Regions from separate parts of the Mus musculus genome. Here region 1 is linked to region 2. A link is a contact called in public promoter capture Hi-C data. All regions are on one chromosome and are shown on one strand. The core of a region is the stretch at or near the end of the contact, and the rest is flanking DNA. Distances in the headings are between cores, read along the strand shown.

What was found. Promoter capture Hi-C pulls out the DNA fragments that hold promoters and counts their contacts.
Region 1: a contact with region 2 is called in a promoter capture Hi-C map of the HPC-7 cell line, with 2.5 times the contacts expected there. The contact joins the promoter of Spata3 here to the enhancer-like site in region 2. A contact is called at or near these places in 13 of 39 promoter capture datasets (the 3T3-L1 cell line, 3T3-L1-derived adipocytes, the HPC-7 cell line and 9 more), 1 of 15 datasets of contacts at CTCF or cohesin (CD8 T cells), 5 of 484 Hi-C or Micro-C datasets (B cells, bone marrow-derived dendritic cells, cortical neurons and 2 more), 7 of 115 datasets of contacts at active chromatin or transcription factors (CD8 T cells, the HPC-7 cell line, bone marrow-derived dendritic cells and 4 more) and 2 of 9 other capture datasets (adipose tissue and liver).

The regions. Positions count from the first base shown.
Region 1 is chr1:86,019,686-86,023,714 of GRCm38.p6, forward strand. It overlaps Spata3 (spermatogenesis associated 3), which reads left to right and starts at 2,260. Exons shown (of 4, transcript NM_001122732.2): 1 at 2,260-2,664. The coding sequence starts at 2,364.
Region 2 is chr1:85,987,030-85,991,054 of GRCm38.p6, forward strand. It overlaps a transcript of Gpr55 not described here. Among named protein-coding and RNA genes, the nearest start is that of Gpr55, 28 kb to the left of the region's middle. Within about 2 kb of position 1,507, at least 32 of the 459 cell types and tissues checked have an H3K27ac peak or open chromatin away from gene starts, as enhancers often do. A contact at or near this core is called in the HPC-7 cell line, bone marrow-derived dendritic cells, hematopoietic stem and progenitor cells and 2 more, where this site is marked.

The DNA of each region.
Region 1 (4,029 bases), core at 1,010-3,509, 33 kb after region 2:
ACTCTAGTGTGCAGAACACCCTGAAAGGCCAGAACCTAAGGGACTGTTGTTGATGGGGCATGGTATTATCACACTCAAAGTCTTATCCTTGCTACCTAACCTCCAACCTTTTAAACTCACTACCACATGACAAGGCTTCTGGTTTAAAAAGTCCCCACTGATGAGCCCATTCCAATTGAGACTCTCCTCGGGGACTACAAAAATCCTAGCCTGTCTTTGGCAACAACCTCTTAGTAAGAAAATTTCTGCCTAGAGTCTTCTGAAGGGCCCCATCCTTCCCCTTTCACTCTCTATCGATTCTGAAACTTGTTGGCTCTCCTTGCCCAAATCTAGGGCAAGGGGAATGAAAGCTAAGACAAAGCTAGACATAAGCCTAAGCTAAGTGCACTGTGACTGTGATGTAGAAGAGCCAGTTCTTGGCAGGAAACTCTTATGAGGATTTCTCCCTGCTTCTGAACCATTTCTCCTTAATGGTACAAACATTCCTCAACCTGTATTCTGTCCTCTATCTCCCAGAACACAAGCTTGTGTGTCCCATACCCTGTGGCATCCCTTTAAGGAGAAATGAACTGGCTATTTCATGGCTACTTAAATTCTACCCAAATATGTTCCTGTCCCATCAGATTCGTTTAAACCGGTTGTTTTCAACCAGGAAAAATGTTAACACCTTCTCCAAGCTCTGGGCATATTTAGCCACATCTGGAGATGTTCTTTTCCTTACACTGATGGGGTGCTGGCCAGTCAAAGCCAGAGAGGCTGCAGAGCTTCCTATAACACACAGAACAGCCTCCTCCAAAAGATATTATCTAGCCCATAGTGTCAATCAGGACTGAGACTGAGAAACTGATTTCAATCAGGTTATGCTCATCAGTCAAAGTCTAGCAGTCACTGAAAAGGTTCCAGCCTGATTCTGAATGTCATCCCTTCAAATGGCCCATAGATCTTTGACCTCAGAAACTGCCAGCTTCTTGTAGATTCACCTACCCACTGAACCGCCTTGCTCCAAACCAACCAGACACAGCCTGAGCCATACTGATCTAAGCTGCACTCCCAACCCATATCTTTCTCTAATCTTCTCATGCAAGAAACTTAATTTTTTTCCAATTCTTTAATTTCAAAGTCTGTATAATCTGACTCCCCATTGCCTACTGGGGTCATAAAGAAAAATAACCCTTTAGAACTTAATCTTGAGTGTGTCACCAATCAACTAGAAATGGGGATTTAGTTTGGGAGGTACTTATATAACTGAATTTCTCTGAACATCAATATCCTTTTTGGGATAATAATAATAGTGATGACAATAATGTAATAATAATAATAATAGTCAGCAAAGTCTTTGCTGGCTCTAGAAGCCTGAAAATAGATTCTCTCACTTCACTGTTGACATCTGGTCTAGCCTTTGTGTGTAGCTTGTCTAGGACCTTTCTGGCTCACTCGCTCTCCCTCCACCCTCCTTACTGCATCCTCACCCCTTCCCCAGCTTCTGGTGTCTGAGTAGGGCAGGTGTACTTTACCCACGCAGCTTACCTACTTCATGGAGGAAGTTCTTTCTGGGAACGCACTTTTCTATTGTGATGTGTGACAGGCTATCTTTTCAAAACACTTTTCACTCTTCCACCCTAAAATGGAAGTTAAATTGTTAAGAGATTCATAGTTTGTTTGACCTAACCAGTGTTTTGGGAGGTAATACCAATGAAATGAATTTGAGAAATTTTTCGTTTTCTGAGAACTGGCTTAAGGTAGAATTGGCCAAATTCGAGGATTCTTATAAAAGTTTAGACATACACACACACTCATACAAGCAAGCACTCGTGTTCACATATATTCAGAGATGACAGAAGGCAGTGGGTTGTGGGAGGTAAAATGCTAAAAAAGGAAGTCAAATCTTCAGGAAAGTTCCCTAAATGTTAACCATAATGTTTGTGTTTGGGGATAGACACGTAGAAACCAGCAACGGAGCTGAGAATCCTTCCTATTCAGGATGTCTTCGAATAAAAAGTAGCTCTCACGGACCCTGGAACGTGCAGCCGAAAGGTGCCTGAGGCTCTGGTCACATAATCATGGATCCAGTTCTCTTAGGCCCAAAGACTGTCTTAATTAGACCATGGAGGAACAAGGCAGCTGCTGCCTCCTGCCGGTTCAAGCAGGAAGCCCTGGGAGAGGAAACCGGTGCCAGAGCCCTAGCCACAGGGGCCAGCCTGGCTTTTGTGACCTCACAGGAGGTATGGGTGACTCTTGTCTGTGGGACCTTGCTGTGGTCAAAGATCAGAGACATACCCACAGGGGAGACTGCCTACCTAGGGAGGGAGCCAGGAAATTCACAGCTCCATGTAGCTCCACGGTGTTACTCTAGAAGGATCACCATGAAGAAGGTCAAAAAGAAAAAGTCTGATTCCAGGCGCCGCAGGAATTCCATTTCACCGCAGACTAGCTCCGATTCCTCACAGCAGCCCAGCTCAGAAACCCCGCCGTCATGTCCAGAGCCCGCCTCGCCACCATCTAAGCCACAGCCTTGCCAGGAGTCCACCACACCACACCAAGTTAACCCTGAGCCTAAACCGCAACAGCATACACCACAGCCTCTCCCGCCTCCAGAGAAACCTGCCTCATCTCCGTTCCTGGTACCCATGGAACCTAAACCAATTCTTCCAAGCAGGAAAGCAGGTGGGCGGACTTCCTGCTTTAAGGCAGTTCTAGCCTTCTTGCTGATAGAGTCCCAGAGCTACCAGAGGTGGGCTCCAGTCTGGTGGTGGTGGTGTATAGTCAGCATGCTGCCCGGGGCTAAGTTTATAAGCTGTGGAGGGGATGATTTTTTTCCCCCTTAGGTTTTTCAAGACAGGGTTTCTCTGTGTAGCCCTAGCTGCCCTGGAAATCACTTTGTAGACCAGGCTGGCCTCGAACTCAGAAATCCGCCTGCCTCTGTCTTCCAAGTCCTGGGATTAAAGGCATGTGCCACCACGCCCGGCCAAGAGGATGATTTTTATGAGAGAGTAGAATCCCTAGGCTATGTCCTTCTGTAGCATCTCAGGTCTCGCTGCAAACAGCCATGGATACATACTAACATTTACGGCTCCATGGGGGGAGACCCTCTCATTAGGAGTCAGTTAGTATCCATTCAGAAATTAAAAGCAAATATAGACTAAAAGAAAGGAAGCAGTGATATGCCTTCTGGCTACCTTTTATTGGTTATTCGAGAGGCCAGACCACTCCAAAGAAGATAGTACAGGGTGATGGAGGTAGATGACTATGGTACAGCCTTTGAGAGAATTGGGGGTTTCTGTTTGTCAGATGGAAGATAGGAGTTTTGTTTTGTCTTTCCATGTTACCCTAAGAGATCTGACCTTGGACTACAGAGAGGATGGCTAGATCAAAATATAGGACTCCTGACTAACTCCTAACTTCAGATAAGCCACAAATAATGTTATAATCCTTAGTATCTGTTCCAAATAGGCATCCTATATTTCTGCTTGTCATCCCTTCCCACAGAAGATACTAGAAAAGGGTCTGCGCAATGTATAAAGCAAACCAAAAATGTAAAAACAGTATTTTGTAGCCATCATTTTAATTTAGTTTAGCTCTGCCTAATATTAAATGGCTGGCCAGCTGTCAAAAAGAAGTCTCCATCTTCTTGGATAGCCAATGAGAGACAAAACTTTGGACAGTATCAAGGGGACTCAAGTGGAGTTGGAAAGCTGGGATGCTCCAGACCACTGAGGATAATGAAGATAGACAAGTGACCATTGACTGTTCCTTCCATGCCTAGTACTTCATTCATCCATTTCCGTCCATCTTATCTGACGATACTGTAGGGAGGAAATATTCCTTTGTCCTCTGGAGCAGCCCTTGGTATGGTTGAAAGGGAAACTTGAGTCTATTCTGATTCCAGATTCCCTACCCTTGACCACAACTGACCTTCCAATACCAAGAGGCCAGCAGGTCCTCCAGAGAGAAGGAGGAGGAGGAAGAGGGGATCTTTCTCTGACCTTTCCTTGAACCATGACCAAAGTACTCTATGTCCTTGAGCAACTC
Region 2 (4,025 bases), core at 257-2,756:
CGAGACAGGGTTTCTCTGTGTAGCCCTGGCTGTCCTGGAACTCACTCTGTAGACCAGGCTGGCCTCGAACTCAGAAATCCGCCTGCCTCTGCCTCCCGAGTGCTGGGATTAAAGGCATGCGCCACCACTGCCTGGCAAGAAGCAGAGTTTTTCAGAAGGCTGTAAATACCCACTTTGAGAGAGAGAGAGAGAGAGAGAGAGAGAGAGAGAGAGAGAGATCACTTCTGTCATAGAAGGGCAGCTGGTAACAGGTGCCCAAGACCAAAACAAAACAAACAAACAAACAAACGAGAAAAGAGGTCCAAGAGCAACAAAGTACAATAGCCAGACCCAACCAGATGCTGAAGGCAAGCATGCAGAAAGTAACTTCCCTTCCTTTTTTAGAACACGGAGAGGCCAGTAGCAGCCTTTGCATCATAGAGCTGCTGTGAGAAGCCAGTGAGTCAATATATAAAAGGCACACAGAGCGCTGCCTAGACTGTGGAAGCACTTACTAAAGATTTGCTGCTGGGTTTCAATGTCAGCTTGCCACAGAGAAGAATTACCGGGAGAACAATCCTGATTGCTTCAATTGATGTGGGAAGACCCTCCCTCCCCAAAGTAGGGCACCCTCTGGTAGCTGCTCAGATTTCAAAAGGGCAAGGTAGAAGGTGGGTCTTTTGCCTCTGTTCCTTGGCCTTCCCCCTTGCCTCATTGCTGGCATTAAAGGCGTGCGCCACCATGCCCGGCTTGTTTTTGTTTTTTAAGCTTTAGTATTTTTCAAGTTTCCCAAATACTTTGTGTTGGAACTTCAGAGTTGGAAAATACTGTATATGTAGCACACCACTCTTACAAACAAACAAACAATACAAGATCTGTTACTCAGTTCCTGCATTCTTTTCCCTGAATCTGGAAAGCCCAGGGGAACCTTTTTATTCTTTACATAATCTCCATCAAACGATTTAAACCCACAAGTGAGAAGACACATGGGCTTTTATTTCTTTTGGTCTCTTTTTGTTTGTTTTGCTTTTTAAGACAGAGTCTTATTACACATCCCAAGCTGTCCTGGAACTCACTTATGTAGTCAGTCTAGCCTTGAACTTGTGATCCCTCCAGCTTCAGCCTGCTAAGTGCCATATGTCACTCCCTATGCCTGGTCAGAGGCCTCTTGTTGCAGCTGCCATTAGACATGGATTCATCTTTAGATTTCTCCTACCATCTATGTCCCTTTATTATGTGACAGCCATTTCTCCTTTCATGAAGAGCTGGTAACTTACCTAATGTCTCCTTTCCCTAAAATGACCATCTCTGTGTGCTTTGAGTGGCAAGGGTTAATTTCCAGCACACCACTGGAATTATGGAAAATAATATAAACAGCACTATACTCTCCCCAGGTTGTTCTCTGACCTCTGTACTCAGCCCATGGCATATGTACCATCTTTCTCTCTCTGGTACACACGCACACTCATGTGATTTTGTGTTGTTTTCAGTGACGGCCCAGTAGATAGGTCTTAACTTCCTGCTTTTTGTGGTTCCTTAATGTGACAGCCACTCTGCAGCCTCGTCACTGGGCTGAGTACAGAGGTCAGAGAACAACCTGGGGAGTCTCGTCATGAATAGGTGCAACAGTTAGTCAGATGTTCTTACCAAAAAACAAAAAAAGGCTTTCACACAAACTCCTGGTTCTGTATCTATGTGAAATTCCCACAACCTAAACATGGGCCCTTTCTTGATATACATTCTCTTCAGCCACTGTCAATATTTGGGAATCTATTAATCCCTAGCTCAATGGGCTGTCCTTCCAACTATCGAGCAAAGCCAAGTGTAGTTCATGTATAGAGACCGTTACCTTGGCTGTGGTAAATTAGATGTCCAAAAAAGGAGTTCCCTCCTATAGGAAGCATGAGCAGAAAAGGTTACAGTGGCATCTTTAGACCAGAGGTTTCCTGATTCTCCAAAAGGAAGCCTAAGGGCAAAGCCAAGGTCAACTCTTTTTCTAGAATTCATCTGAAAGTAAGGTTTCACTTCCGATTTTTTTACTCTTTTAAAATTACTTTTCATTTGGTGTGTGTGTGTGTGTGTGTGTGTGTGTGTGTTAGTGCTTGCTTGTGCACGCAAGAGTGCATCCACATGAGTGTGCGTGTGTACCAGAGAGAGAAAGATGGTACATATGCCATGGGCTGAGTACAGAGGTCAGAGAACAACCTGGGGAGTCGGTTCCCTCCTGTCACCATGTGGGCTCTGGGACAGGAAGTACACTTAGCCTCTGAGCCATTTCCCAACTTTGTTTTGTTTGTTTTTGGTTTTTAGGGGGTTTTGTTTTGTTTTGTCTTGTTTTTCAAGACAGGATCTCTCTATTAGGTAGCCCTGGCTGTCCTGGAATTTGCTATGTAGACCAGGCTGACCTTGAACTCACAGAGATTTGCCTACCTCTGGGACTAAAGGCATTGTCTACCACAGAAAAGATAAGAAACAAATGAGTGTTTATTTACCTTTTTGCCAATTGCACATGTGCATGTATGTATATAACATAATAATTACATATATTATAACCACAACACTAACACTCAGCATGGCCCAGGAATTTGCCATGGACATAACATTGGTGATTTTTCATTTTTATGGCTAAAAGTGTCTGACTGTGTAGATCAAGCTGGCCTCGGTCTCTTCCAAGGCATTGTCTCCCACCCTGACTATTGAATAGTGCTCCTAGCACTGCGTTAAAGAGCTCCATGTTCATCAGCTCATTTAGTTACTCCCAACTATCCTGAGGTAGATACTGTCATTGTCAACTTAAGAGTGAGAAGACTGGGGAGGGTATGGGGGACTTGAAATGTAAATGACGAAAATACCTAATTTTAAAAAAAAGTGTTAACTCTACTGGGGAAAAAAAAACCTACTGTCCTTCAAGAAAGCTCTTGTTACCAACTTCACAACATCCATGGGGTTAAAAACATAATAATCAATTAATTATATTAAAATGTACATGATCCAAAAAAACCCTAAAAACCAAAAACAAACAAAACAAAGTTGGGAAATGGCTCAGAGGCTAAGTGTACTTCCTGTCCCAGAGCCCACATGGTGACAGGAGGGAACCGACTCCCCAGGTTTTGCGTCAAACAAATGTTTGTGATAATAATAATAATTTAAAAAAAGAGTGAGAAGACTGAAACACAAAGAAAGGCAGCTTGTCCAAGGTTACTCAGATCCTCTTGACCCAAAAGGCCATGCTCCTAATCAGCCAGACCCCTAAACCACTGAAGTATTGTTCTCATACACACAGATAGTGACCACAGCAATCTTGATCAATAGCTAATGAACTCTTTGTCCTTCCCCCTGAGTTTTAGCAACACACAATTTAAAAAACCCAGTGAGTGTGTAACAAGGCAGTGACCGGAGGCTGGGGATCCATTTTACCTCTCCTACTGGTCTCATGATGAAGGTCTACACAATGCTTATTCAGAGAGCAAAGGGGGACTGGGAAAAGTCTTAGATGTGAGATTCGGGAGGTGCCTTTCCATAGGAGTTATCACAGAATTACCTATCACTGTGAGAGCCAAGGTCACAGGGTAACCCAGCTCAGGGACTAGCAAGCTCAACTGAGCCGTGCAAATGGGATGCCAATGGGATGGCAACGGGAGGGGAAAGGATCCAGTTCACAGATGGCCCATGTTTCCCCAGCGCTGGGTCGCCATGGGCTCTGGGCAACCATCAAGGTCACGGTCCAAGCTCTGAATTATCAGATTGTTTACAAAGTCAGAACAAGACAGGGAAACACACAGGAAGCAAGAGATAAAAATATGCAGGGTAGAAGATAAGGAGCGGTAGCCACCAGCCAGGATGGTCTGATGCAGAAGAGGATGCTGGGAATTCGAGAAATATCCATGGGAGAACGAGGCAGGAGGATCATTAGTTTGAGGCTAGCATATTGAGACCCTAATTACAAAATAACAAGAACAAAAACAAGAAGAAAAAGAAAACAAAAATGCTAGGAGGAAAGTCAAAATTACAGACCAGACAATCACTCCTCTACAGACCGTATAAAA